Regions from separate parts of the Mus musculus genome. Here all the other regions are linked to region 1. Evidence: chromatin contacts called from public HiChIP or PLAC-seq and capture Hi-C data. All regions are on one chromosome and are shown on one strand. The core of a region is the stretch at or near the end of the contact, and the rest is flanking DNA. Distances in the headings are between cores, read along the strand shown. Region 1 holds the start of Eif2ak1 (eukaryotic translation initiation factor 2 alpha kinase 1). Region 2 holds the start of Baiap2l1 (BAI1-associated protein 2-like 1). Region 3 holds the start of Zfp316 (zinc finger protein 316). Region 4 holds the start of Trrap (transformation/transcription domain-associated protein). Region 5 holds the start of Rnf216 (ring finger protein 216). Region 6 holds the start of Zfp12 (zinc finger protein 12).

Region 1 (4,819 bases), core at 669-3,168:
TACAGAGTGAGTTCCCGGACAGCCGGGGCTACACAGAGAAACCCTGTCTCAAAAAAAAAAAAAAAAAAAAAAAAAAAAAAAAAAAAACCAAAACCAACCCTGGTGACTAATGAAAGAAAACGAATGTCTTGGAATACAGACTGGCTTCGAGACTGCGGTCTGCTGCAGCGAGACTGCGGTCTGCTGCAGCGAGACTGCGGTCTGCTGCAGCGAGACTGCGGTCTGCTGCAGAATTCCTACAGCGAACTGCGATTGCTCATTGAGGCTTTGACTTTTCTGACTCCACCGTGAACTGGCAGTATGATCTCTTCAAAGCATTCAGACCACCTGTAAGACATCACCTAACTCTTGGCCTTACACCCATTAAAAGTGATACTGAACGTTCCACAGACCTTTCTATGTTTAAAGGCAAAGAATCAGCTGTGGGTGAATACTCGTCATCTCTTTAGAAGAGGCATCACCACGGAAGCAGAGCCGTATTAACAGGAAGAGGGCAGAAGTTCGAAAGTTTGTCCTCGCTCACTCCCTTCCGGAATAATCTTTGGTGTGCAGACACTCTTATCACGGCGTCACAGAAGAGATGGACCTGCATGTTTACAGCTGGGCCCTCTCCTAGGACACACACTTGCTCGGCTCACGGGCTACAGTAACATGCCACTTGCCGTGTGGGGAAAATCTGCATATTCATTTAAAAGTTATCTTACAACCAGCCTCTATACAGCCTACTGAGTCACCACGATGAACAACTTTTATTTCTCATTGTGGTCAATTATTACAGGCAGGATTTAAAAATGAAAATGGAGAAGAAAAAAAAAAAACCCTGAATTTAGTGTACACTCCTAACTCCACTACAACATACTCATTTCTAGCTTTACTGTAACCTTATAAGCATTCTGTGTATACAGCTAAAACCTCCTTGGATGTATGTTTTGGGGGCTGGAAGATAAACCCAGGATCTCACTCATCCTAAAACATTCTCTGTCACTGCTCCACCGTCATTATCCTTTTTTGTTAGTTCGAGATAGAGTCGTATGTACTTCAAACTGCCCTGGAACTCAACATGAAGCTCAGGCTTGCCCTTCAAGTCCCGATCCTCCTGCCTCCACTTTCCATACGTCTGGGTTACAAGAGTGCACCACGACTCGGTGTATTCACTATCGAGAGCACAATTTCAGTTTTAAAACGGCTCAAGCAACTGGTACCAACCAACTGCACTTTCTGTAAAATACCAGAACGTTAACCTACATAAGAATCGATGTTTTGAAGACGACGCGCCTTACGTTACACAATTTGATTTACATGTATCAAAAGCCTCAAGAAAACTGGAGCGTTCGTGTACTACCTCGCTAAAAGAAATCATTACTTATCTAATCTTTACTTATCTAATCTCATTCTAGCAGTGAACAAAGATTACACTCAGCGAAGAAAAACAAGAAGCGAAAAGCGGCCTCGGGGAAGTGGCGCAAAACAGAAGTCAAGAAATACAAATGCCCACAAACGGGTAGAGCGTAGACGCTCTTGTAGTAAATATTTACCTAACCCTTGACAGCCTGCCCGCCACCTCCCGGTGCCCTACAGCTCTGGGCCCGAGTTCGAGCCCCGAGGCGGCCTAGGATCTTAGGTGACCACCGGGGACCACTGGCGCGCAGGAACTCATATGAACAGCGAACCGTGGGACTGCGCGAGCCATCCCTGTCTCACCATCATACTTGGGGTCCGACACCTCTGCGGGGAAGTCGATGGCAGGAGGCGCGGCCACCGCCCCCGCCGCGTCGTCGTCCGTGTCGCGCTCGCCGTCCACGGAGCTGCCCCCCAGCATTGCCGTTCGGAGCGTGGATAGTAACCTCGCTCTGCCGGTCCCCAGACGCTGCCGGCCACTAGAGCCTCCCCCCAAGCCGGAAGTAACACAAGAGCCAACGGAAGTCCCGCCCCAGTGACCAGGAAGTTTCTGTAGGGGGGCGGGCTCTCGCTGTCCCGCCCCTTTTTTCTCTAAAGGAAATGATTGGCTGATCCACTGCGGGTGTGCCCCGAGTGGGCAGGACAAGCAGGGGTGTGCTGGCGCGGCGTGGTGCGGCGCTGCCTGTGTAGGAAGGACCTTTCTCCTTGACCCTGTGGGTTGTGTCTGGTTCTCTGTTCTTCCCATATTATCCCTGTAGGCATCATAAACGCTCAGATCTCACACCTGCAAACTTTTCTCTGGAAAGTATAATAAGCAAGGGGACCCACACTCGGAAAGACAAAGACCGCGTGTTTCTCGCTCAAATGCAGATATCCTAACCTGTAATGGATATACGTGGGAGTAAGTGTGGGTAAAGCCTAACAAACCAGAAAGAAGACCAGAGAGAGTGAAAACTGATGTTGGGGCAAGGGCAAAGTAAATAAACCGAGGGGAAGATACATGGTGCGCGGGGGAGGGAGCGGGGAGACCGGGAAAGTAGAAGCAGTATTTTATGGATGTTGGTATATCAACTCTGCCTTCATATGTGTGTCTGTTGCCTATGGAGGCCAGAAGAGGGCATCAGATCCCCTGGGACTGGAGTTACAGAGGACTGATAACTGATGAGAATTGGACTAGGTCCTCTGCAAGAGCAGCAAATGCTGTTGACTACTGAACCGTCTCTCCAACCTCTTCTTTGTGTTTTAATTTCGAAAATCCAGCCATCTAAGGGACCTAATTTTAGAAGTGATGCATATATATATATATATATATATATATATATATATATATATATATATATGTACATGTATATGTATAAGTGATACGTATATATATAAAATAACTATCTTTTAAAAAAATCACCCATCGTAGTGGTTTATATGCTTCTAATTTTTAAATTTGAGCACTTGAGAGGTAGAAATGAGAGGACCAGGTGTTCAAGTACATAGTGAGTTTGAGGCCAGGCTGACTTAAATGATACCCTGTTTCAGAACAAAAACAAATTTATCTACAAGTCCTGACTCGAGTAGAGCAAACTTGCTTTGATCCATCACAGACCATAGCAAAATGGGAAATGCCAGAGAGAATCTAATCTAAAGGAAATTCTTGGGTTTTGAGACTAACTTTCCAGTTGGTTTCAAACCAAAGGTTTTTTTTTTCCTTGTGACCACCTGGAACCCACCCACCCACCTCCAAAGCTACCCTAGATGATGAAGTTAAGATTCAAAAATCGATGCTGGGACTTGGGAGTAAGTTTACTTGTTGCTCAAGCCTAAGGACCTGAATTCAAATCCCCAGAAACCCACACAAAAGCCATTGGCTACAACTGTGCATGTTATACTAGAACCTGCAAGGGACAGAAACTGGAGAATCCTTGGGGCTTGTTGGCCAGCCAGTCTTACCTAATCAGAGAGCTCCAGGATCGATGAGGAGCCCTGTCTCAAACACACACACACACACACACACACACATACATACATATGCATATATATGGTGGAGAAGGCTCAGTGGTTGAGAGCACTTGTTTTCAGAGGACCTGAGTTTGGTTTTCAGCACCATGTCTAGCAGCTCAAAACTATCTGTAACTCCAGCTCCAGGGGATCCAACACCTTCTGGCCTCTGTGGGCACACACACATACACACATCCTCACACATACACATATACATATACAAATACACACATACCCTCACACAGACACATACACACCCTCACACACACACACCCTCACACATACATACATATACACATATACACTCATACCCTCACACACACACACACACACACACACATATATATATATATATATATATATACATACATACACACAAATACACACACAAGTTTAAAGAAATAGGGTGATGAGCAGTAAAGAAAAACTGATACCATCCTCTGGCCTCCATATATGCATGCACATGAACATGTACACATGAATATACCACACATAAACATACAATTGTTTTTTAAAGGTTAACGTCTTTGTCCTCTGGTAATGTCCCTGCTTTGATTGTCAGTGCAGTGCTGTTGAAAATAATCCATAGTAGCTCTCAATGCAGATAAGTACAGCTGGCATGAGCATCTTGTTTTGTGCTCCGAATTTAGCGTGGTATGAAAAATTGGTAGAGTTGACATTTTTATTTTAACGTATGTTCCATATAGAGTCACGCGGTTCTATACAGCCTCTCTCGTGTGTGGGAAGAGAGCAGCCCTCCAGGAGAATGATTTAACTGAATGCATCCATGGGTTTTTTGGTTTGTTTGGTTTTTTTTGAGACTGTCCTAGAACTCACTTTGTAGACCAGGCTGGCCTCGAACTCAGAAATCTGCCTGCCTCTGCCTCCCAAGTGCTGGAATTAAAGGCCTGCGCCACCACGCCCGGAGCTGCACCCATGTTTTTTAAGCCACTGCTTATAACTCAACAATGCCCTTCACAGGAATGCTTCCCAAATACAAGGCTGAGCAAGCATGGTGTTGCGGGCCTGTGATCTCAGGACCTGAGTGTGGAAAGAGGAAGATCAGGAGTTCAAGACCATCCTGGGCTACATTGTCTGTTCAGAGAACAGCCTGAGACACATGAAACTCAATTGTTCTGTATTTAAAAGCCAAACACACATATAAATATCCATACAGGGATATAGACTGTAGGCATTAAAAACATTGATATGGAATCTGGTGAGATGGCCAGGGGTCTGGGGTGGGGGGGAGGTGGGGGAGGGAATGTGCTTGCAAGCTGTGCAAGCCAGAGGATCCAAGTTCAGAGCCCCAGCATCCATGCAAAGCCAGGCAGTACCAGGCTATACCAGTTCCTTTTCTGTTGCTGTGACAAACATGACGACTGAAAGCAACTTGGAGACGAAAGGATTCATTTCCTTGCAGGTTGCAGTC
Region 2 (4,914 bases), core at 1,799-4,298, 540 kb before region 1:
AGTCCAGCCCAATTCTTTCTACCTCCTCAATCAACCCTACCACTGCCACATTCACATATACTCAGAATATCTGGCACTAGGAAAAATAATCCATTATCCACTTGTTCTTTCGTTCAACAAAGACCTCCTAGGAATTTATTTATGTGCCTAGCCCAGAGCTGGGACTGGAAGCCTTAGGCTTGATGTCTGGACAGATTTAAAACTGACCATTCTTGCTCAAGTCATAGCTTTGTGGTTGAGTACCTACCCAGCCAGAATCCCCCTATGAGGGCGTAGGGCACAGCTTAGCAGTAGAACACTTGCCTAGCATAAGCAAGGCCTTGGGTTCTATAAATACAAAACTGGCCATTCTAAAAAGATTTTCAGGAAGCAGGAAGATCGTAAGTAGGAAGTTATTTCCACAAAGTTGAGTTTGATATGCCCAGATAATCAATGCAAAGATTTGCATACACTTGAGAACTTCAATCTCTGATCAAATTCCAACCATGGCGATCTAACTGGGCCATCTGAGATCCTCACTGGCTTTATGACAGCTTGTTAAACTGTCCTCTCTGGCTCGGAACTGGTGCTGCCAAGCTGCGGGCTGTTAAAGGTTAAGCTTCCGCTCTCTTTCCAGCTCCTCGGATGACTGCCTGGCAGTGGAGGGTGAAATGACCTCATTCGTCAGAAGGAAGACACAGAAAGAGGTTCTGAGACAAAAAGGGGATCTGCCAAGGAAAGACAAGGAGTTTTCAAGTTCAAATAAAAGCCAGAAGACACCCTTGGTGAACCCTAATATGTAATGGTAGTAATTATAGAGTCCTGCTTACCACCCCGCATATGACAAGTGAACCCCAGTTGGCACATTTTCTGAGCCAGCTCCTAAAGATCCTTTAAAGACATGGGGAGCGTCTCCCACTGCCTCCAACATAGGGCTGAGGTGTTATTCCCTCCACCATGCAACCCACACCAACCACCATTTGCTTCCCAAGCCAGATATGTTTTATAGCCTGCAAAACGTGATAAGACTGCCCCAGAGTCCAAGTGCTTGTGTCTGTTCTAAGTCCAGAGTCATCCCATACTTTCAGTGTTTCCATCTGGGGCACACAGTGCTTTCTTTGTGTGTATTTCCCAGTGAACTTTATCCTGGAGCAGTTTAGAAGCTTCGTATCCTCCAAGCTCATAAACAAAGCAATCGTACCTGGACAGCTTTTAAAAATAAAGCCTTGCCCACTCCGGCTGAGTTCAAGTCTCAAGCGCTGAGTGTGTTTTCTGCTAGGAGAAGGTTGCTGTGGCCCTGGAGTCTGGGTCACCTCAGTCCTAGGTGTGTACTCTAGGACATGTTCAGAGCTGGGTTGGGTGTGACTGGGTAGACAACAGGAAGCACCAGGAAGGACTAGGGAGACAGCTCAGTAGTTAAGAACACTGGCTGTTCTTCCAGAGGACCTAGGTTTGTTTCCCAGTACCCACATGATGGTCACAACCTTCTGCAACCCAAGTTTCAGGGAATCTGAAGCCCTCTTCTGACCTCTGACATATGCACCAGGCATGTACATATATATGTATCAGTCACAGATGACATACATGCAGTCCAAGTAGCTTACACATAAAATAAAAGTTTTAAATAATGTGCCAGGAGCCACACACCTACATGGCCTCTACAAGATGAAAGAAAGCACAGACATCCTAGACGCCTCAGCCGACCTGGGGGCTGAGGAAATGGGTCAGTTTGTAAAGTGCCTGTGGTGCGAACATTGGGACCTGGGTTCCATCTGCGGAACCCATGTGAAAAGCTACATACAGTAGATATGCTCTTGTACTCCCAGTGCTGGGAATTTGGGAGACAGGTGGATTCATGGGGCTTGTGGAGACTTGATAGCCATCAGTCTATCCTTTTTAGCTACTTCAGTAAGAGACTCTGTCTCCAAGATATATATAGTAGATATCGGCTGAGGAATGACGCCCAAGGTTGACTTCTTGTAACACACACACACACACACACACACACAGAGGAAATTTTTAGACAGTCTTGTGATTTACATAGTTGTAAAGCATGGGATTTTAAACTTATTCTTAATGTTCTGTTATTCCAGTAATCAGATCTTGGCGTTAGTTACTTTTTTTGGCACCCCGGAACTTTCAAAATTGTGGGTGGCTCCATCCATGAGAAACCATGCCCCGTGGACCTTCAATCAGGGAAACCGATTCGTAGGAGGTATGTGGAAGTTACTCAAAGGCAGAGAGCTTAGAGGATTCACCTGCGGAGGATGTGAGCCTCGAGCTTTCAGAGCCAGCACCTTGTGGCGGACACTAGACCAAAGACCTAGAAGCCCAAAGGTCCAGGTCCTGTTCTAAAAGACACCACAGTGTAGGGGCTTGGCTGGAACTCTGGGAGGGCCGGGAGAGGGCGAACAGAGGTATTACCTCCACTGCCAAGCCTTAGGCGAGATGGCCTGGTCCACTGGGTCCAGCCACCTCGCCTTGTACTGCTCCAGCCTCGCCCACCAGGCTGCTCAGCCACGCCCACACGAGGAAGACTCTCCCATTCCCTTGCCTGCCTCAGCTGGGGCTGTCTAAACCACGCCATCCTCGCTTCAGCACCGCCCATCGGTCTGCTAGACCGCGCCCACCGGCTCAACTCTGCGGTGCCACTCTGGCGGACACAGCTAGGGCGACTTCGTTCACTCCGTCCCTTCTTGTTTCGGCCACGCCCATCCGCCATCTAGGCCACGCCCATCAGTCCATTTCAGGTGGGGGGAGTAAGGGCGCGTCCCCTCCCCTTGGCTTCTCCCTCTTGTTGGCCTCTCAGACCCCACCCCCGCTCCACGTCTCAGCTGGGGCCAATCAGTCCGGCGCGCTGGCCGGGCTTCTGCTCCGCTTAGCAAGCCCCTAGGCCACGCCCACCTAGCGCAACAAGTCTCTTCCAGGTTCCCCCGGTTGCCCCAAAAGATCGACCCTCCCACCAGGCTGTCTCCGCGCGAGGCCGCCCCGCCCACTCTAGAGTACTCAGCCTAGGCCCCGCCCACCTCAGGTGGGGCTGCCCCGCCCTCTGGCCGTACGGCCCCGCCCACTCCGCCCGCCTCAGGTGGGGCTGCCCGTCCCTTTGCTCGTCCCAGCCTTGGCAGGCTACGTCTACCTCGCAGCTCCTTACAGACCGAAGCGCCGCAAAGTTTTGACATTTTGGCAGCAGAGACGCGCACTGACTCTCTCCCGCTGACAGCTGTGGCGGCGGCCGACTCTCAAGGACCACTCAGTCTCAAGTCCTAGGCGCTCCCGCCGCCCGGCGGCCACGAGGCCCCGCCGCGTCCTCCCGCGCTCGCCCTCCCGGAGGCTGCAGCCATGTCTCGGGGGCCGGAGGAGGTGAACCGGCTCACGGAGAACACGTACCGGGTAAGTGTGGGACTTTGCGGAGCTCGAGACGGGAGACCGGGGGGATCCGGGACTCTGTGGTTCCAGGCTGAGGGCGGAGGCTGGGAGGCCCGGAGACTTGGGAACTCCAGGGTTCGAGGCCAGGAACGTGAGCCCGGACAAGCAGCTGACCATTGTCGCCAGCGGGGTCGGTCGAGATTCTTTTTCGCTTTTGAGATAAAGTGGGGACTTTACATGATAAGGGCCTCCCCTTCCCCCTTGGACCCTTGGAGACTCCCAGGGACCCCACATTTCCCGTGTTGGGGGAAGGGGATTGGAGACGTGGACGACAATCCGCGGGGTCCCCGAGAGGTTCTTATCCTCCCCCAACTTCTCTTTGTGGTCAGTGACTGCGCTGGTCTGACCGCTGGGGCTAACCCCTCCCCAGATCCAAAAGAGAGAGAGAAAAGAGACAAGCTCGAGTTTCCTCGGAGAAAAGAAAGAATGTAGGGGAGAAACTCCTCCGTAATTAGGAATCCATCGCCAGGTGAGCCTGGCTCCCTCGGCTCAGGGAATTTTCTAGGCTGCCAGGGAATCTGCTCCTGGGAAGACTTGAAACGCCTTCGCCCTCTTGGACTCTTTCATACAGTAGCTTTTAAGTTCGATTTGGCTTTTGATTACTTTTTGTTTAGCGTTTTGACAGTTTTATACATCTATATACAATTATTATGAGCATGTTCGCCCGCAGTTGGACTGTTTCTACGTTCATGATTTGGGGAGGTTATTGGAGTCAGAGAGCACTGAGATTTTAATAAGAATTGACTTAAGCTGACAGAACGTGTGGTGATTGGTCGCTTAACTGGCATGTTATGTGAGAGAATTTTTCCAGAAACAGACATGGGATTAGTGGCCAGTTTAGTAAGTTTAAGTACTTATAAATGAATTCCATTTGAAATGAGATATCCGTTTAATCATCTGCTATTAATAGAATACAAAACAACTTTTGTTTTAATTCCACTTAGGTCCACTGAACCCCTGAGATTTAAAGTTCTCTAAATTTACTTGTAGTCATGATTAAAACCCACTCTTTGGTCATTTCTCTAGATTCTTTTTTCACCCACTCTTTGGTCATTTCTCTAGTTTTTTTTTTTTCACCCCTAAAATTGAGTTTCTAGATTTGCAAGGTCTTAGTTCCTGAAATCAGAATTTATTGAGTTGCTGGAAAATCATTTTAAAGCAGCATGAAAATATTTTCAGAATTCATTGTGGCTCCAAATCATATCCACCCCTCCATGTGTGCACTATAACATTTATTCTAGATAGACAAAGTAGACTGTATTATTATGATTTTGAAGGTTCACAACTGTGACCAAAACCTGTTCCTATTAGTGTGCTTCCTTAATTAAATGATAATTTTTAGAAATGCCAGAAATTTGAATGTTTAAAGCCTTGTATTTGGATTGGCATTGTTCAGACTTAAATGATGTGAAGCCGGTAGAACTGGGGTGTGGGGTGTCGACAGAGTATGGAAGTAAAATGCCCTAGCGTGGGGGAGACAAGATACTCAGATGAATACTCAGTCAAGGA
Region 3 (4,831 bases), core at 106-2,605, 550 kb after region 1:
ATGCATGGAACATGGCAGGAACACATGCATGCATGGAACAGGGCAGGAACACGTGCATGCGTGGAACATGGCAGGAATGCATGTATGCATGGAACATGGCAGGAACACGCACATGCATGGAACATGGCAGGTACACACATTCATCACCTCCTTCGGGTTTCCCAGAGGGAAAGGTTGGCTCCCCTTCCCTTCCCTGGGTTTCTAGCCTGCCAGGGATCCTGCAGAGAGGCAGGTGATTTGGTAGGTAACCCATCTGTGTGAAAACCCAGGGTGCGTAAGAATGTCATCACGGAGATAGCTCATGTGCACACATGTGAACACACATCCTAGTAAAACCGAGAGACAAGCAGCTTCCTTCTATGTGTGCCTAAATGTGTGTAGGCAGGAAAGAAGAGTGTTTCTGGTCCCTAGAGAACCCACAGTTAGGGGTTAGGGCTCGCCTAAGATGAGAAAGGCTATGACTCCTAAAGCATCCAGTCTACATGGTCTACCAAGAAAAGCACAAGAGTGTCACAAAGACTTTTCAATATAAGGGAGGGGAGGCCAAGGAAGAGGGGAGAGAGGGCAGAGGCTAGAACTCTGGTCTCCCCAGGGTCATGTCCAGGGTTGGTCTCTATAGGTACCTAGGGCATTTACTCCAGGCATAGGTGGCCAGCAGGCTTGGGGTCCAGGGACTTCATAATATGGATGGCTCTTTGGAGCTACAGAGCACTGCCCTGAGTAGTCGTGAATATATCAATGGACTGTCAAGGTTCGACCTGTCTAAAGCCATGCAAGGCTATTTCCCAATATTCTTGCCAGGCCTGGGGATGACAGATTAGGGAGTTGAAGAACATAAATCCAGTCTGGCCTCAATCTCCAGTCTTTCATGCATTTGACTGTTATAGTCCACAGTACCCCCCTCACGCCTTGAATAGGCTGCCCCTCTGTCTGCCACACCCTGCACACACAAGTAAAGCCAGAATGGATCAATCTCCCAGCCACACCCTTGCCCATGTCAGGGTCAGACAAGCGCTGCCTGAATACCCATTGGGGGTCACTACCCTTCTCCACCATCAGGAGATCCAGGGAGGGTCCGGTGGACAGGAGGACGGGCTCCCGACACGTCCTGGCACGGGCAAAGGTAGACTTAGGCTGTCGTCTGGCGAGAAGAGATGCTCGCTGGGGCTGGACGTCGTGGGCAGGGGTCCCTTGAAACATAGAGGAGCAGGTAATAAGCAGGGGGTGCTCATTGTGGGTAGCTATAACCATCCTCCATGCATATGGGGGTGCGACGCAGCAGCACCCTGTCTACATCCAGAGCTCCGGGACGCCCCATGACCGGAAGTGCCCCCCTCGTGGGCGCGGACAAGGCGGGGCCGGCGGGCGGCACTTCCGGTGCCCACGCGCCGCCGCCTCCTCCGCCGTCGCGCAGCTCGCGGCCGTCACTTTGTGTAGTGCGGGGGGGAGTCCCCGGTGGTCACAGCCCCCCACCCCCCACGAGTCCGTGTCTCGCTCCGGCTTGGCCGGGCCCGGGCGCGCGCGCGGTGAGTGGGGCGCGCGGATGCGGCAGGTGCGCGCGGGCGGGACGCGCGCGCTGGGGGCGGTGGCGGCGGCAAGGCTGGCCGTCATGGATGCTCGAGAGCTGGAGGCCTCCGGTGTCCGTGGGGAGATCGCGGGACTGCAGGGCCCGTCCTTGGTGGGGTCGGAGTTGCAGCTGCACGAGCTAGATCTTCCAGGCCCCTAGATCCCCCCAATACCGACCTGGGCCTGCGCGGCACGTCAGGGATGGCTTAACACCCTAGAGGGGTACAGACTCCAGCGTGGGAGGGGGCGGGCCGGGGACGTCGTGCACTGCACCTTTGCAGGGTGCTAGCGCCGCCTTCTCCAGCTTAGGGGCGGGAGCTGGGCCGGAGCCGCCCCCGCCCCCTAGAGAGACACCTTCCAAGGAGGGCTGTCATTACTCCCGCCCTAGCGCGAAGTGGAAGCTAGGTACCCTCCCCCCATCCCCCAGAGAGAGGAAGAAAAGGGAAAGACCTTGTCCTGGAGCCCTACAGCCAGCTTTGTGACATTGAGGGGCCGTGGCCTAGCCTGCTTCATCTGTAAATGGAGGCTGGCTGGACTGCTCTCTCTCTCTGCTAAATCTGTTGCCCCCGAGATGGGTGGTGGAACGCGTTGGCAGAATCTAGGGTGCATTATGTGGACACAAGAAGGGAGGGAGGAGGTGCAGGTATCAGCGAGGATCAGCCCACCTGCTCAGCCTGGGTGGGTGGCATTGGCATTTTGTTTTGGTTCTGTCGCTACTGGCTGGGCCAGGGGGCTAGCTGGCCTGGTTGAGGAGCCTGCTCTGGGGGGTCGTGGATGACCTCCAGGGAGCAACCCTGGAGAATAGGGGCTCCGGAAACTGGGCAGATGGTGAGGAGTGTAGTGAACAGGGAAAGACATTCTGGACAAAAAAGGGTCTTAAGTCAGTGGGGCTAGTGAACGGGAATGAAGGTAACTAGCCACAAGTGCGCATGCGCGAGCGTGACCCCACGCAAACATCCTTTACGTGGATCCCCTGGATTTGGGACTTTTCTGGAGTTCCTAACTTTTAACCTTTACGATTGTGTCTCTGCACACTCCTTTCTATGGACAGTGCAGCACCCCGTTCTGAGTGTCTGCAGCGCTGTGCCCTAGGCTCAGGACTTGAGTGGAAAGATGTGTTGAAGTGACACAGTGATTTTTGCCTGATGAAGCCGTGAACTTGACACTGCATTCGAATCCAGGATGAGAGGTTAAGGAGAATGGAGCAGAAAGGCGTTCTAGGGACTGATTGGCAGGAGTGGGGCTAAGAATATCCCAGGAGGAGGGGAACCCCCAGGGCCTGAGTTGCAAGAATATGAACTGACCTTCTCCTGGTCAGACTGGTTTTCAGAGCTTCTGTTCTGAATCTTGGGTCAGAGCACCTGGAGCATCAGGCTTTTCTTGGCTTCTGCCCTGTCTCCCTGTCTTCTCATGGCTTTTTTTGTTTTTTTTTTTTTTTTTTTGTTTTTTGTTTTTTTTTTTTTCGAGACAGGGTTTCTCTGTGTAGCCCTGGCTGTCCTGGAACTCACTCTGTAGACCAGGCTGGCCTCAAACTCAGAAATCCTCCTGCCTCTGCCTCCCAAGTGCGCCACCACCGCCCAGCTAGAGGCTTTTAATAGGCTTTTTTTTTTTCCTTCACTTTTTCCCTTCTTGCTCTGTCCTGACAAGCAACTCAAGGGAGGAAGTAGTTGCTTGGGCTCCCAGTTGAAAGGTACAGCCCATCACGGTGGGAGAGACACGGAGGCCACGCAGAGAGACTGATGCTGGGGCTCAGCCTGCTCTCTCCTTCTCATTCACACCAGGGCCCCAGCCTAGGGGATGGTGCTGCCCATGTTTAGGGTAGATCTTCCCACCTCAGTTAACCTAATCTAGCCACTCCCTCACAGACATTCCAGAGGCATCTTCTCTTTTGTAACTTCAGATCCTGTCAAGTGTGCAACAGTAACCATCACAGGACGGGTGCACAGACTCAATTTTATCCACTGTCCTCTCTGGTGACAGAGACTCTTCATGACTTCTGGGGTGGGTTTTAGTTTGGTGTACCCTTTCCTCAAGCTGTGGCCAGCCTATTGTGGAGTGTGACAGTTGTGCCCTCACAAATATTTTTTTAAAATTCCAGTATCCATGTCATTAACTGTAGATCTCTGGACATGTCTTTAATAAGTACTGGAGTAGCTACTGTGTGTCTGGGATAGGAATTAGGGGGAAAAATTGGGACTCTTCATCATCCCTCAGTTGAATATTCTTCAGTAAAGAAAATGTGCATGCGGCCTTGGAAGAGATGTAGCCAAGGCGATTGCCTCCTCTTCCTCCTCTTTGTGTGCAACATATGTACACAGTTTTGTGTGTGCATGTGTGCATGCAGGTACATACAGTGTGCATGTAGATAACAGGTCAGCATAGCTGTTGGTCACTCTTCATCCTATTATTTGAGGCAGTGTCTCTTTGAACCCTGAGCTTACCAATTCGGATTGCCTGGCCAGCACTGCCCAGGGCTTGGTTTACAGGTAGATAGCACCATGTTCTGCATCGCCCCCCGCCCCCGTCCCCCTCCCTCCATCTGGAGGATTGAATTCAGGTCTCCATGCTAGTGTGGCAAACACTTGAGTTACCTCCCTAGATCCAGCTTTCATCTTTCCTTGGGCCCTTGCATACAGCAGTCTAAGCTTCAGGATGTCTGAAGTCGCTGGCCAAGGTGGTGACCAGACAGGCATTAGTTCTGTGGGTGTCTGGGCTCAGCATGACTCTATAGCCTTAGGCCTGAGTAAGTCCTTCTCTAGGTCTGAGGTAGGTGGTGGTTGGGAAATCGCTCCCATAGTGTTCTCTGTGTTCTCAGTGCCCCTGGGTACTGGCCAGGACGGCATAAGGCAGGCTTGTGTTCTTACCCTTCAGGAGTCTTCCAGTACCAAAGAGCCCTGGAAGGCGTGGGCGCTTCTCTTAGGCCTAGTTTTGTAGCCTCAATCTTTGAGACAGGTGCTTTTAAATCTATAGTGCTCAGGGAACAAGACAAAGGGGACTTTCGGATGTCAAGAGTCCTAGCCTGTGGGTTTGGGGGCAGGGGTGTGGTGGTTGGTGCCGGTAGGAATGATCAGAGAGTCCTAGCTACTGAGATATGGGGTGGAGTTCATTTCGTTTTGTTTTGATTGCTATCTCTCTCTCTCTCTCTCTCTCTCTCTCTCTCTCTCTCTCTCTCTCTCTCTTTCTCTCTCTCTCTGTGTGTGTGTGAGTGTGTGTGTGTGTGTGAGAGAGAGAGAGAGAGAGAGAGAGAGAGAGAGAGTTTGAATAA
Region 4 (4,359 bases), core at 385-2,884, 950 kb before region 1:
CTACCCAGTTCCCCAGCACTCAGGAAGGAGTCACTAACACATAAATGAATGACAACAGCGGTGTTCAAAAAACAAAAAAACAAAACAAAAAGGAGGGCTTAAGGACACCTTTTGCATAATCTGAATTCATCATGAAATACTACTCTTCTTCAATACTCCCCCCATCCCACCCCAACCAGTTTAAGAAAATATAAAACCAGCTAAGCATGGGGGCAAATGGTTTTAATCCCAGCACGCAGGGGACAAGAGGCCAGCCTGTTGTACATAGTGAATTTTAGGCTAGTCAGGGTTACCTGAGACCTTGGGAAAATATACACACTACATCATGGTAGAGCCTTGTCCTGGGTTTTATCCCCCAGTATTGTATAAATAATAAACTATTCTCCTAAGCATTACCTCAAAGACTGTGGATCTTATCTACAGTCGAGGCACAAAACACAAAGCATGCTTTTTATCATTACATTTTCTTAACTGGGGTGGAAGAAGGTGTGTGCCACACAGCACATGAGGAAGTCAGGGGACCACTTGTGGGACGTCTGTTCCTTCCATCCACCGTGTGGGTCTCAGGGATTGAACTCGGGTCATCGGGCTTGGCAGCAAGCAACCTTTACCCACTGAACCAACTCACCGGCCCCAAAGCATACTTTAAAAGCACCACAGTGACTTGGAAAACAGGAACGTTGACTCCTGGCTCATAAGGTAAAGCGCTTGGAGCCAAACCTGGAGACCTATCTTGATATGTGACCACAGGGTGGAGGGGGAGAACTGAGTCCCACAGGCTGACCTCTTAGCTCCACATGCATGCCGAACACACATACACAAACAAGCAAATGCTTAAAAAATAAAAAGCTGAGTGTGCCAGTGCACGCCTTTAACCCCAGGACTCTGTGGATCTCTGTGAGTTCTAGACCAGCCAGGCCTACATAATACCAGAGACCCTGTTCCTAGGGAGAGAAGAGAAAAGCTAAGGATACTATCAGCCTTGCTACCGTGACTTGGCAAACTCTTGCTTTTCCTATCAGAGTTCCTCCTTCAAACACTGGAGGTCCCTCATACTCACCGACTATTAACTAGACTCAGGGTCAAGGCATTCTTAAGAACAAAACAGAAGCCCTAATCCTGGCCAAACTTTTTATCTAGCTTTTCTGCTGTGGAGGCGGTGTTGTGTAGCTCGGGTAGGAGGAGCAGGCTGATGTAGATGTACGGTTGGCCTTGATTGTTGAGCTTCCAGCCCCGACCCCTGACAGGCCTGTGTACCATCACCCCAGGGCTAGGAGGTTCTGGGGAATCGAACCCAGGGTTTGGTGTGCTAGGGGGACACTCTACCCTCTGAGCTATAGCCCAATCATCTGCGCAAACTTTTGCGACACTTAATCTCCTTTTTATAAGCCACTCAGTAAAAGTGCCACTTCCGAGCTCCCACCCGATCCTCCCAGGGACCAGGCCTAGCTTCTCCCTGGGCCAAGAACCTGAAAGCAGGGGGCTACCCTATCCGCCTGTGGATTCTGGAAGGAGGTTCTGAGCTTTTCGAGAGGATATGGATTCAGGCCTGGATGCCCTCGAGCCCACGGAGTCCCCACCCAGGTAAGGAAAAGGCAAACGGCCCCACAGCCCGCCGTCCTCCATCGGGTCCGCCCCGCCCACGACGCCCGGCTGGCTGGACAACGCGCCTCCGGGCCGCCAGGGGGCGCCGTAGCCGCCGCTACCTTCACTCTCAGCGTCTGGCCCAGAGAGCCAGGAGCCTGCGTGGAGGCCCGCAGATGCCAGGATGGCTTTGGTGGGGTGCCGCAGCCCCCTCGACTCCTCACTCAATCCCTTCGCGTCGCAAACGGCCTTCGGGTTCCCTCCTTTTGTCGCCGATCCTTCCCGGGACTCTCAGCGACTGCCCCCCAGCAGGCCGCTGAGCTACGGCAAGCGCCGAGGGCCAACCTCCGCGGCCGCTAGCGCTGCGCGTCCCTCCATCCGCTCCAGCGCAGCCCGGCGCCGCGGAGGACTAAATGCTGCAGTGTGGCTGATCTAGTTTAGGAGGGCTCCTGGGGGGCCGGAAGGACCTCGGTCAAGCAGGGACAGCCTTCTCCACTTCTCCGTGGAGCCGTCGTGCTGCACCGACTCTCTCCCACGCCTGAGACACGCACGCGCGTGCATCTCCCGGGACCGTTCACCCGCCCTCCCTTGCGCTTACCGGGACCTGCCGACTAGCCCCCAGCATCCGGGCCCGAGTCCCCAAGAACTCTCGCCGCCGACGCCGCTGCTGCTCCTCGCTCAGTCCCGCCCCGGCTTAAAGCCGCGGCGTCCGCCCACCAGAACTAAGCTCGGGCGCACCGCCCCCAAGTGGGTGCGGCCTGGGCGGGCAGCGGGGCAGGGAGGGGCGGTCTGCCGCCTTGGGTGGGCGTGCTGTCCTTTTAAATCATCGCCTGGGTGACCTATCTGCTGAGCACCTAGGCCGGTGGGGCTCTGGGCTGCTGCAGCTTCAAGATTCGTCATCGCCTCCACACCCAACCCCGTGTCCCTTTTCCTCGCAGGAACCAGACTGAAGGGTGATTGACACCCGAAATACCTCTCCAGTTGGTTCACTGTGTGTGTGTGTGTGTGTGTGTGTGTGTGTGTGTGTGTGTGTGTGTGTGTGTATGTGTGGCCTTCAGGGCTGGACTTCCTTCCCTGAGATTTTATTTTTCCTCTTCCAGCAATGCTGGGTGTTGAACTTAGGGCTTCACATCCACTAGGCCAGCTGTGTGTGTGTGTGTGTGTGTGTGTGTGTGTGTGTGTATGTGTGGCCTTCAGGGCTGGACTTCCTTCCCTGAGATTTTATTTTTCCTCTTCCAGCAATGCTGGGTGTTGAACTTAGGGCTTCACATCCACTAGGCCAGCGCTCTATTGCTGATCAGCCGCCTGAGAGTGAAGTAGTTCCTGCAAGACTTTAATCACAGCACTGGGGGGGGGGGGGGGGGGGGGGGCCGGGGGGGGGGAGGCAGGCGGATTTCTGAGTTCGAGACCAGCCTGGGATAGGGGCAGATAGACTGACATCCAGTTGGCTTAAAGGCAAACTCGGGTGTTATGCTGCTAGGTCACCCTGAGACAACTACATTTGTCCCGCTTGTAGCTGATGCCCTCCCTTCAAGACAAAATTGGAAGGTGACAGACCTCAAGCCAAGCCAGAGCGGTGAAGAAACGTGGTGGGGAGTAGGGGTATCCTGTGATACCCAGATGAGGACGAAGGTCTTTCTTTGAAAGGGACAACTCAGCCGGGTGTGGTGGCTCACGCCTTTAATCCCAGCACTCGGGAGGCAGAGGCAGGCGGATCTCTGAGTTCGAGGTCAACCTGGTCTACAGAGTGAGTTCCAGGATAGCCGGGGCTACACAGAGAAACCCTGTCTCGAAAAACCAAAAAAACAAAAAACAAACAAACAAACAAACAAAAAAAACCGAAAGGGACAACTCTATCAATTCTACACTACCGAGTAGGTTCTGTGACAACCACTAACAGTGAAGTGAGCTCGGTAACCATAGTTACCCGGTTTTGATGAACACTGTGTAAGCGATGGCCTAAACCCCACTACCTCCCGCCTCCTTGTATTTATATCCTGCAACTTCCTGTTCCTGATCTGAAAGCTTGAAGCACCAGGGTCTTAGTGTTCTGATCCTAAATTGATACATTTTCGCACTCGGCAATAAACAGATTTCACTGGCCCTGCAAAATAACCTTGGAGGGAAGACGGCAGAGAGAAAGCACGCTCCTGTATTGTTTATTGTTGCCACAGAAGAATTAGCAGTAGCTGAAACGCTGGGAATGTGGGAAATTGTTTCTAATGACATTTTCCCCCCTCTTTCCTGCAAGAAATAGTCTGTTTGCCAATAAAGCTTACGCTGGGCCATCACGACCTCCAAAAGTAGCAGGTCCGAAGTTTGAGAAAGACTTAAAACAGGGATCAAACCAGTACCCTGGGAGCTGTTTTTGTTTTGTTTGGAAGATTTAAAAAAAAAAAAAAAAAGGCAAGATAAATAAGACAGGTGAGATTGCTCAGTAGATTACTCTCTGGGTTGTAGTCCAGCGGGTAGAATGTCTAGCACACAGGAAGCCCTGGGTTTCCTTCTGCACGTGCTCTTAACTATAATCTCAATACTCGGTAGGCAAAGTGTTGCATGCAGTGTCTTCACTCGGTTAACTTGATTCATGTTAATGTTTATCCCCATTACTGCTGTGGAGTAGAACTAAGAAGCCCGTGTGAAGGGAGGAGAATAACTGACTGTGCAAAGTCCCCTGATGTGCACAGGGGTGCCCAGGCACGCTTACACACTCAGGGATCATTAACACACTTAGTAATAATAAACACATTTTACAAAAGGAAAACATGTCCAGCG
Region 5 (4,437 bases), core at 38-2,537, 700 kb after region 1:
AAGCACGTCATACACTCATTTGTATACAACATACACACACATAAGCACAGACACACAGAGCACACACATAACATATACACATACACACAAGCACACACACAGAGCACAAACACACCATATACACACATACACACACAAGCATATCTACACACGCACATCCACACAAGCACACATAACATACATAAGCACAGACACACAGAGCACACATACACACATGAGCACAGATACACATATATACAAGCACACATAATATACACACACACAAGCACACCACACACTCATATTCATATATATATATATATATATATATATATATATATATATATATATATATAACATAAACACAAGCACAGGCACACATTACATATACACACCATATACACATACGCATATAAGCACACATACACACACTCATACACACAAGCATACACAACATATACACACACACACAAGCACACACACTTATACATACACAACCTATAGAAGCCCAGACAGAGCACACAGATACATCATACACATACATATACACACATACAACCACACACACAACTTGAGGTTTTTTTATTTATTTAAAAAAAAATTTTTTTTGAGACAGGATTTCTCTGTGTAGCCCTGGCTATACTGAACTCACTCTGTAGATCAGGCTGGCCTCGAACTCAGGGCTTCCTCTGCCTCCCAAGTGCTGGGATCAAAGGTGTGGACCATCACTGCCTGGCTGAAAAAAATTCAATTTCTATTTTTTATTTTGATTTTATGCATATGCATGTTTTGCCTGCATGTATATCGGTGTACAACTTGCATGCTTGGTGCCCACAGAGGCTGGAAGAGATCGTCAGGGATCTTCTAGAACTGAAATTACAGACCACTGTGAGCTGCAATGAGGGTTCCATGAATCAAATTTGGGTCGGTGCTCTTGAGCGCTGGCCAGCACTCCAACCTTGATTGAACAGAGCTGGAACTTTTACTCTTCACCAAATACCTTGGGAGGAGAGTTGGGTCATTTTACCTTTCTCACCTGGTACAGAGCATCACCTCAAGAGGGGATAGATACGTGATTAATCGGTTGATTTCATAGCTAAATCGGGGCGGCTACAGTGACCCTGTGGTTCAGCTGTTCTTTTGTCTTCCCACAGCAAGGAGGAGTCAAGGTTCTGCAGTCGTGGAGCCTGGATGGAGGCCGGCTAGGCACCCATCTCTATGGTCTCGCTCTCCAGGTCCCTCCTCCCCGACTGTCCGCGTCCCTCTATGGTTCTTCCTGTTATTAGTCGGGAGGGGGCGCTGCGCGCAGGCGCGAGGTGGACGCGGTGGCGAGGCCGGAAGGAACGCAGTAGCGGCCTCGGTGGCGGCGGCGGCGGTCGCAGCGGCGGCGGTCGCAGCGGGGGAGCTTTTCCAGCGGCTGCTTCTTCAGGTGAACTTGAGACTGAACTCCCGGGCGTCGAGCCGCGCTCGCGGAGCTGGGCTGGCTGTGTTGGGGCGAGTCCGTGATGGGCGCTCGCGCGCGCGGTCTCCCGGGGCTGCGGGTCGAGCGAGGAGAGTGGCCTCCCGCCGGGGCGCCACCGGGGTGGGGGCGGGGCCCGAGGGGGACGCGCTCGCGAGCCCCGGGGGCCCGGGGACCCGCGCGGGGGGTGACGGGAGGGGAGCGACGCCGACGACCGCTGGCCTGCCGGCTCCCCTCCCGTCACTTGAGGAAGTTTCTCGGGCCGGCCTGCTGCGCGGGGGGCGCCGAGCTGCTGAGAGACGGTTCTCTGGCGGCTCGCTCTGGTGGCCGCGCTCCCCACCGCGGCCTGGAGAAGCGGAAGAGGCGACCGACTGGCGACTTCGAACTCCAGCCCGGGCCAGTTTGGGGCCCCTTGGAGTCCAAGTTGACGCCTGTCATCCCAGTCTGAGCTCCCGAGTGAAGGGGACTTGAAACTCCTGCAGTCGGGAGTCCCGGTGCGTGGTAGCGGAGAGCGCTCCCGTGCGCGTGGCACCCTGGGGTGAGCGGCAAGACCCACGCTCGAGGGGACGAGGCGGCCCCTCGTGGGGCTCCTCGGTGATCCCGAACTCCTTGCATCTCCAAAGGGTGCAATGACTTGGTATCCTCTTCTCCATTGTGCTAAGTGTCTTGGACGCCATCTCCGCTGGGGTTTGTCTTGGATTCGTTTCTTTTCTTTTCTTCATTTTTTTTTTTTTTTTAATTTTTCTGCATAGCCGAGGCTAGCCTGAAACCTGAAAAGTAGAGGCTGGGCCCAAGGGACTCAGGAATTTGCATGCCTCTGCCCTGGTGTAGGCCACCCCACCACATCTTGCCATTATGTTGTTATTGTTATTGTTATTGTTATTGTTATTGTTATTGTTGAGTCTAACTGTAGCCCTTGCGGGCATGTAGCTCAGAGGTCTGCTTGCCTCTGCTTCCTGATTAAAGGCATGTGTCATTTTTCTCCTACTCAACAGCCGCTCTACCTTTGAGCTCCACTCTCAACTCCTTGCTGGATTTTTTTGTTGTTGTTGTTTTGTTTTTTGTTTTTCGCGACAGGGTTTTTCTGTGCAGTTCTGCCTGTCCTGAAACTCACTTTGTAGACCTCAGAACTCAGAAATCCGCCTGCCTCTGCCTCCCAAGTGCTGGGATTAAAGGCATGCGCCGCCGCCGCCGCCGCCACCACCACCACCGCCCAGCTTCCTTGCTGGATTTTTGTTTGTTTGGTTTGGTTTGGGTGAGACTAATGGATTTATTGTGTTTTCCTTCAGAGCAAGGGTGAAAGAGTATGTATAGGAGCCTGTGTGCATCAGGGTCAAGTTTTCATCCCCACCATGAACGGTGACCTTATGAAAGCTCCGTCTGCTTGTTATTTTAACATGTAGAGAAGGGGCTTGTCACTGCCCTTGCTTGGAGGGAAGGACAGTATTTTTATGACCTTAGCTTATCCTAATTAAGAAATAGCCAAGCTCTGCCTTCTGAGGGTAGAGAAGGATGGTGAGCCTGAGGAGATTGCTGAGGCTCTTGAGCCTGGCTTTTGGACACCTGTGAGCCTTTTGCATTAGCAACTTTAGACTTATCTAAAAAGGACAAGAGCAGCTAGTAAAAAGCTCTTGAGGAGGAATTTAATAAAGTGTGGCTCAGGGAGATTGAAGGTTTATGAAGTCTGCTGAGTGTTTACTAACTACAGCATGAGGTAATGTGCTCTGTGTTTACTGTGCTTGGGGCTCTACTGTATTCTAGATCCTTCCAGACAGGAATTCTCATCTTGTCATCATTTTTGTTTTTTTTTTGTTTTTGTTTTTGTTTTTGTTTTTTTGTATTTTCGAGACAGGGTTTCTCTGTGTGGCCCTGGCTGTCCTGGAACTCACTCTGTAGACCAGGCTGGCCTTGAACTTGGAAATCCGCCTGCCTTTGCTTCCCAAGCTCTGGGATTAAAGGTGTGCACCACCACTGCCGGGCTTGTAGTCACATTATCTGTACAAAACATATCTTGTCTGCCTGCCTGTCTGTTTGTTTGTTTATTTATTTGAGACAGGGTTTCTCTGTGTAACAGCCTCAGCTGTCCTGGACTCCCTTTGTAGACCAGGCTGGCTTCGAACTCACAGAGATACTCCTGCCTCTGCCTCCTGAGTAGGGGCTGTTCTTCCAGAGGACTCAGGTTCAATTCCCAGAACTCTCATGGCAGCTCACAACTGTCTAACTCCAGTTCCGGGGGATCCTATACTCTTTCACTACACAGATGCAAGCAAAACACCAATACACATGAGTAAAAATAAATCATTAAAGAAACATTTAGTATGTATATGGACACTTAAGTACACTTAATGGTCAGAGGACAACTTTTGGAAGTCAGTTTCCCTCTACCATATGGGTTCCAGACGTGCTCCTCAGGCTGTCGGTCAGGTTTGGCAGCAAGTGCCCTTAACCTATTGAGCTAATTCACCAGCCTTAGCTGTACAAAACTTGGTGCTAAGTGCTAGGTATAGCTCTTCTTAGTCCTGTCAGTAATCTAATAGCTTTTGTTGCCGGGGAGGGGGAAGAGAGGTGCTGAAAAATAACTTGATACAAAGGTTCAGAGCTGGTTCTAGAATTCAGTTACACAATTTATAAAAATTTTAAATTACATTTATTCCTTGACAATTTCATGTATGACTCTTACCCCATTAATCCCCCCCACACACACACACACATACACACTTCCCATTCCCACAGTCATGAATTTTTTTGTTTGTTTTCTTTTGTAATCACTGAGTTTAACCAGGGCCATTCTCATGAGCATGGGTGGGAGCTATCCAATGGCTAGATTTTTTTCCCCATTCATTTATTTATTTATTCCCTTTATATCCCGATCTGAGCCCTCCTCTCCTCTTAGTTCCCCCTCACATAGCCCCTTGCCTCATTCCCTTCTCCCTTTCACTCCTGAGAAGGGGGAGTTTCCTCCCAAGGAACCAGCCCACCCTGGCACCTCAAGTCATTGC
Region 6 (5,054 bases), core at 580-3,079, 580 kb after region 1:
GACCCACAGGTAAACCAACACAGAGCCGCTGGGGAAAGCCAGGAGGGCCAGAGGTAAGTAGGGCAAAAGATCCACATGGGAGCAGGAGAAATTCTAAATCCAGGGACAGGGCAGCAAGACAAACAGCACAGAAACAGACAGAGGAATCCACAGAGACTGCTAGAGACAGACAGGTCAATAGGACGTGAGTGTGTGTGTATGCCTGTGTTAGAATACCACTGGAGATCAAAGAGTACAGCCCGTCATAAGCCAAGGCAGCAGGAGCCACATCAAATCCACAATCAGGAAACAAGAGAGGGAGGAAGACATGTTTGCTGGTACTCAAGTCTCTTTCTCCAGTTTATGCTGTCCAGGATGCCCAGAGAATGGTCTTGTCCAGAACAAAATGGGTTTTCTTACATCAATGAATGTGATCAAGACAATCCCGACAGGCACGTCCATAGGCTCATCTCTAAATATAGTCAAGGTGTCAACTACAGCATCCTGAGGACTTGGTAGGGGCTATGCCACCTACAGATATGCACTCAACCAATGCTTACTACTGTCCACTACTGTTTTGTCTGGTTCTTTTATCTCTTTCTGTTTTATCTATTTTCCCCTTTAAAGTCTGATCTCTCCTTTGCCTCTTCGAGTGTAGTAAACCAAACTAGACAACGGAAACAAAGCCAGACTTACTAAGGATGTATTCATCTTCCGCTGCAGTAGGAAAAGTCTGTAGAAGGACTAATGCAGCCGGGTCTGGGGAAGGAAAAACAACGTCATTATGAGTGGGCGTGGAAAGAGGGGAATCCTGCACACAAACCTCCTGGAACATTCCCAGAAGAAAACCGGAGGGATGGTGGTCTCACTGGCTGTCAGAAAGGACTGGAGAATTGCAACTGTGCGTTGGGACTTGGGGGGAATGAATGAGTGCAGCTGACGAGGTGAATTAACAAGAAATGAACAAGAAATGCTAGTTAAATAACTGCCATTTACTAAGGGATACAAAAGAATACTCACAAGCTGCTCTGAAAACAAAAGTTAACCTGGTGGGAACTGTATTTATATACAATTACGTGATACTGTGACCACGACTTTAATATGACAAAAGGAACGCCGTCGGCCCGGGACTTAGCACTCCCACTAACAAACCCTCTGCGTGACCTCGGTTATGTCACCACTATCGCAGACCCACAGTCTTCCCCTATGAACAGACGCAAACACAAACTTTTCCTGAACTAGACCACAGGATGCTGCAGGGAGAGGATCGGGAAAACTAACAGGCACAGCAAGGGTGCCGATGGCGCCCAGTAACATCATGAGACTTAGAAGCCCTGGGAGGCAGGGATGTCAAGTGAGGTAGGAGTTTGGACAGCGCCTCTACAGCTCAGGTCACTGAACTGACCGCTCCTATGCCCACACGCCTCATCCTCGGGCCATCTAGACAGCCCAAAGCCATCAACACGACCACTGCTACCGTCCCGGATCCCGCACGCTGAGGACAGGAGGGGGCCGAGGCATCGCGCAGGCGCTGATCGCTCAGGCCTCGGCAAGCGGTCTCAGGCCCCCCTGCAAGCCATCAGACGGACCCAGCCTCCCTCTCACGGCCGCGATCTGCACCCTCAGGCCTCACCTAGGAGGCCGCGCCGGGCCCGGGTCTCGCTGCCCCCGTCAGCCCGGCCCTCGGCCTCCCCGGCCTGCAAAGCTGCGTTCGCCTGCTGCCGACCCGGACGCACCGGCCTCGGCCCGCAGGCTCGCGACTCCAGCTCGCGCAAGTCAAAGCTGCGAGCGTAGAGACACAGACCGCAGGAAGCCAGGCCAGCGCAGCGGACGTGCGCTTGCGCGAGCATGCACACAAACAGAAGTGCGCACGCGCAGCATGCGTGCCACTGGGCTGGTCCCTGTGGTCTTCCTTTCATCTTTGGGGAGGGGCCGCCCAGAACTCTTAGGCTTCCAGGGATCGTCGCACAAGTCTCCTCCTCGTTTCAGCAGCTTGTGGGTACCGAGCTGAGAGCAACAGTAACCTTCGTGATTTTCCTCACTTTGAACCTCCAGGAATGGCTTGAGGGGTTATATCCATTTACCCAGACCTCTCCCAGCTTGGTGCTTTTAGATAAAAGGCAGATTCTAACAGATGAAAGAGAGAGGAAAAAAAATGTGTCACGCTCTGTTTAACTGAAGTGCTAGAAGTTTCCATCAAACATTTAAGTATAAGAAGTGTCTACCACCTCTTTTAAAAGAAAGAAGACAAAAACAGTGGCTTTGCCAGATCATACAACAAATGCATAAAAGTTCTAAAAGCACCAGAAGGCACACATAGAAAGGGAGAAAAAACGTGTTTGTCAAATGACTTCTCCAACTTGATGTTTGCAGTCCGGCAACAATGCTCAAACGTGGAACCCTATGGTCAGTCAATTCCTCTCAGATTTCACCGGCCCTCCTGAATAATGCAAAAGTGCTCTTGTCCTATCTGCTTCCAAAGTTGATGGAGACACAACAGAAGCTGCAGATGCAAAAAAGGAAGGAAGAGAAAACACAAATGATGGGTTTCTATATCACACATCTAATGCACAGAAACTAAAAAGAGAACCAGAAAGAACTCACAGAAAGAAGGAAAATAGCTCTCTGTTAATTGACCTCTGAAAGGTGACATTTGGGGCCGGGCGACAATGACAGTTTTCAGAGATGGTACAATACAATGAACATTCCATCGACTTCTTACAGAACTAATGCAGCAGTGGTCTTGGTCTAATTCTTCATAAAGACGTTGGCATCAAAACTAATAACAAAGTCTACCAAAACAGAAAGTTCTCTGCACCAATGCAGAGAGTAACGTTTTCTTCCCAGAAGCACCAAGCACCTTGGAGCGCCAACCCTAGGTAATAAACTGCTGAGCAACCAGCAGGAGACAGAAGCATCACGAATCCCTCTCAGATGCTGCAGGGCACACATGGTCTCAGGAGAAAGGGTGAGCCCTCCTCCTCGGAAGGCCTGCACTGCCATGGGGCACCTTCTCCCAGGTTCTCACCTCACCTGGTAACTGAGGTGCCCACCTGAGCTGGCTCCTATCTCTTAAACCAAAAGCTTCCCTTCCCCATGGCAAGCAGGGGTTACGTCTCTGAATGAGGGGCCTGGGCTAAACTCCCCAGGTGACAGGGAGATAGGAACACTCTTTTCTCCAGGTTTACATTGCACAGATGGGACTCAGGCCTTTCAGAAAAGGAATTCCTTGCTTGCAGTGAGGACATTCAAGCTCATATAATTTTTGTATTAAGAAAAGGGGCTGGAGAGATGGCTCAGGGGTTAAGAGCACTGACTGCTCTTCCAAAGGTCCTGAGTTCAATTCTCAACAGCCACATGGTGGCTCACAACCATCTGTAAAGGGATCTGATGCCCTCTTTTGATGTGTCTGAAGACAGTGACAATGTACTTATATAAATAAAAAAGTAAATTAAATAAAAAAGGAAAAGAAAATATTTCGGTTTGTACAAACATGGAACAAGCAGTCAGCAGGCTGAGATGCTTCTGCTCTGCTCAGATGCAAATTGAGTAGCCAAGGAGGCACTCAACTAGTTGGGCCAAATGTCACCTTTCAGAGGTCAATTAACAGAGAGCTATTTTCCTTCTTTTTTTGTAGCTCCTGCAGTCTTTGTTTTCCCGTCTCATCTTCTCCTCATAGCACAGCTGGCCTGCTGAATGATGATAAGGTTGGAAGGTAGGCGACGACTGCCTGAGAGAAACCTTTCATGGAGCTTAAGGTTGCAGCATGGGGAGGGGGATGGCTTCTTCCCTGGGAACACACTTCAACAGCAAGCATCTGTGAACGTTGTGCAGCTTCCTCAGGGGGACTGGAGTGTTGGAAGAGGCTGAGCTTCTAAGAAAACACTCTGGTTGCCCTGAGGGCAGTTCACCAGACTGATTGGCTAATGGCCCTCTGCCTAGCACACCCAGGAAGAGATTAGCAGCTACAGATTATGGGAGCGAATAATTAGCTTCCTTAAAGGAAAAATAAACATTAAGATGGGTGCTCAAAATAAAGGCTTATTATTAACATTAATAGTCATTCAATACTATATAATAGTGTTCTATACTCAACTAAATACCCCTGAAAGAGAGCTGGTCATTCCATCTGCTCCAGAAGAATGTGTGTGTGTGTGTGTGTGTGTGTCTGCATGTATGTACATGTCTGTATGTATGTGTATGTCACTGTGTGTATGTGTTTACCTACGGTCTTACACATGTTTGGTTTTTTGTTTGTTTGTTTGGTTTGGTTTTTCAAGACAGGGTCTATCTATTTAGCCCTGGCTGTCTTGCAACTCACTCTGTAGACCAGGCTGGCCTTGAACTCAGAAATCTGCCCGCCTCTGCCTCCCAAATGCTGGGATTAAAGGCGTGTGCCACCACTGCCCAGCTGGCCTTGAACATGCTATACAAGCACTTGACCACTAAGCACTTGACCATCTAGCCCTTTTCTGTTTCATTTCTCTTTTAAGTTGGCTCACCAAGCTGGCATGAACCTACTCTGGAGCCCAGGCTGGCCTTGACTCTGCAACCCTGAGTAGCTGTGATGACAGTCCTGCACTATCATTCCCAACGTTCTAAGGCATTTTAACAAACGATAAGGATTAGGGCTGGAGAGGTGGCTAAGCAGTTAAAGAGCATGGATTGCTCTTCCTGGTGCTCAGAGAACCTGAGTTCAGCTCCCAGCACCAATGTCTGTCAGATTATAACACCTGTAACTCCAGTTCAGAGTATTTGGTGCCTGAGGTCTCCAAACATATACACACACAGGCACTTCCCCCACCACCACACAAGAGAACACACATGCACTTGTGCACACACATGCACATACACATATACTCACACATGTACCACATGTGTTCACATACACACTCACATGCATGTGCACACACACTCACACATGTACACACATGTGCGCGCACACACACGTGCACACACACACACACACACACACACACACACACTGGCCATATATATTTTTCAATCTTTATAAATTGCCACAGAGGGTCAGCTAGATTCCATGTAAGCCTGACAACTGGACTTCAGTTCCCAGA

The links. HiChIP or PLAC-seq counts read pairs in DNA pulled down with a chosen protein or histone mark. Capture Hi-C pulls out chosen DNA fragments and counts their contacts.
Region 2: a contact with region 1 is called in an H3K4me3 HiChIP or PLAC-seq map of bone marrow-derived macrophages, with 4 times the contacts expected there. The contact joins the promoter of Baiap2l1 here to the promoter of Eif2ak1 in region 1. A contact is called at or near these places in 2 of 115 datasets of contacts at active chromatin or transcription factors (bone marrow-derived macrophages and pancreatic cancer cells).
Region 3: a capture Hi-C map of macrophages shows a contact between it and region 1, with 2.5 times the contacts expected there. The contact joins the promoter of Zfp316 here to the promoter of Eif2ak1 in region 1. A contact is called at or near these places in 1 of 115 datasets of contacts at active chromatin or transcription factors (bone marrow-derived macrophages) and 1 of 9 other capture datasets (macrophages).
Region 4: a contact with region 1 is called in an H3K4me3 HiChIP or PLAC-seq map of embryonic stem cells, with 6 read pairs. The contact joins the promoter of Trrap here to the promoter of Eif2ak1 in region 1. A contact is called at or near these places in 1 of 39 promoter capture datasets (pre-B cells) and 3 of 115 datasets of contacts at active chromatin or transcription factors (embryonic stem cells, large pre-B cells and pro-B cells).
Region 5: a contact with region 1 is called in a capture Hi-C map of macrophages, with 4 times the contacts expected there. The contact joins the promoter of Rnf216 here to the promoter of Eif2ak1 in region 1. A contact is called at or near these places in 1 of 39 promoter capture datasets (liver), 1 of 115 datasets of contacts at active chromatin or transcription factors (bone marrow-derived macrophages) and 1 of 9 other capture datasets (macrophages).
Region 6: an H3K27ac HiChIP or PLAC-seq map of microglia shows a contact between it and region 1, with 4 times the contacts expected there. The contact joins the promoter of Zfp12 here to the promoter of Eif2ak1 in region 1. A contact is called at or near these places in 2 of 115 datasets of contacts at active chromatin or transcription factors (bone marrow-derived macrophages and microglia).

Annotation. Positions count from the first base shown.
Region 1 is chr5:143,814,891-143,819,709 of GRCm38.p6, reverse strand. It overlaps Eif2ak1 (eukaryotic translation initiation factor 2 alpha kinase 1), which reads right to left and starts at 1,918. Exons shown (of 15, transcript NM_013557.2): 1 at 1,702-1,918. The coding sequence starts at 1,819.
Region 2 is chr5:144,356,246-144,361,159 of GRCm38.p6, reverse strand. Baiap2l1 (BAI1-associated protein 2-like 1) reads left to right here and starts at 3,048. Exons shown (of 14, transcript NM_025833.3): 1 at 3,048-3,369. The coding sequence starts at 3,319. Dmrt1i (Dmrt1 interacting ncRNA) reads right to left here and starts at 3,237. Exons shown (of 2, transcript NR_102374.1): 1 at 3,116-3,237; 2 at 155-707.
Region 3 is chr5:143,266,546-143,271,376 of GRCm38.p6, reverse strand. It overlaps Zfp316 (zinc finger protein 316), which reads left to right and starts at 1,355. Exons shown (of 7, transcript NM_017467.3): 1 at 1,355-1,526.
Region 4 is chr5:144,766,069-144,770,427 of GRCm38.p6, reverse strand. Trrap (transformation/transcription domain-associated protein) reads right to left here and starts at 1,634. Exons shown (of 71, transcript NM_001081362.2): 1 at 1,581-1,634.
Region 5 is chr5:143,109,870-143,114,306 of GRCm38.p6, reverse strand. Rnf216 (ring finger protein 216) reads left to right here and starts at 1,287. Exons shown (of 17, transcript NM_080561.4): 1 at 1,287-1,408.
Region 6 is chr5:143,231,938-143,236,991 of GRCm38.p6, reverse strand. Zfp12 (zinc finger protein 12) reads right to left here and starts at 1,829. Exons shown (of 5, transcript NM_001289589.1): 1 at 1,613-1,829; 2 at 676-738. The coding sequence starts at 690. It overlaps 4930448H16Rik (RIKEN cDNA 4930448H16 gene), which reads right to left. Exons shown (of 5, transcript NR_040700.1): 5 at 2,244-2,482. Gm38735 (a long non-coding RNA gene) reads left to right here and starts at 2,462. Exons shown (of 3, transcript XR_868668.3): 1 at 2,462-2,858; 2 at 3,617-3,694.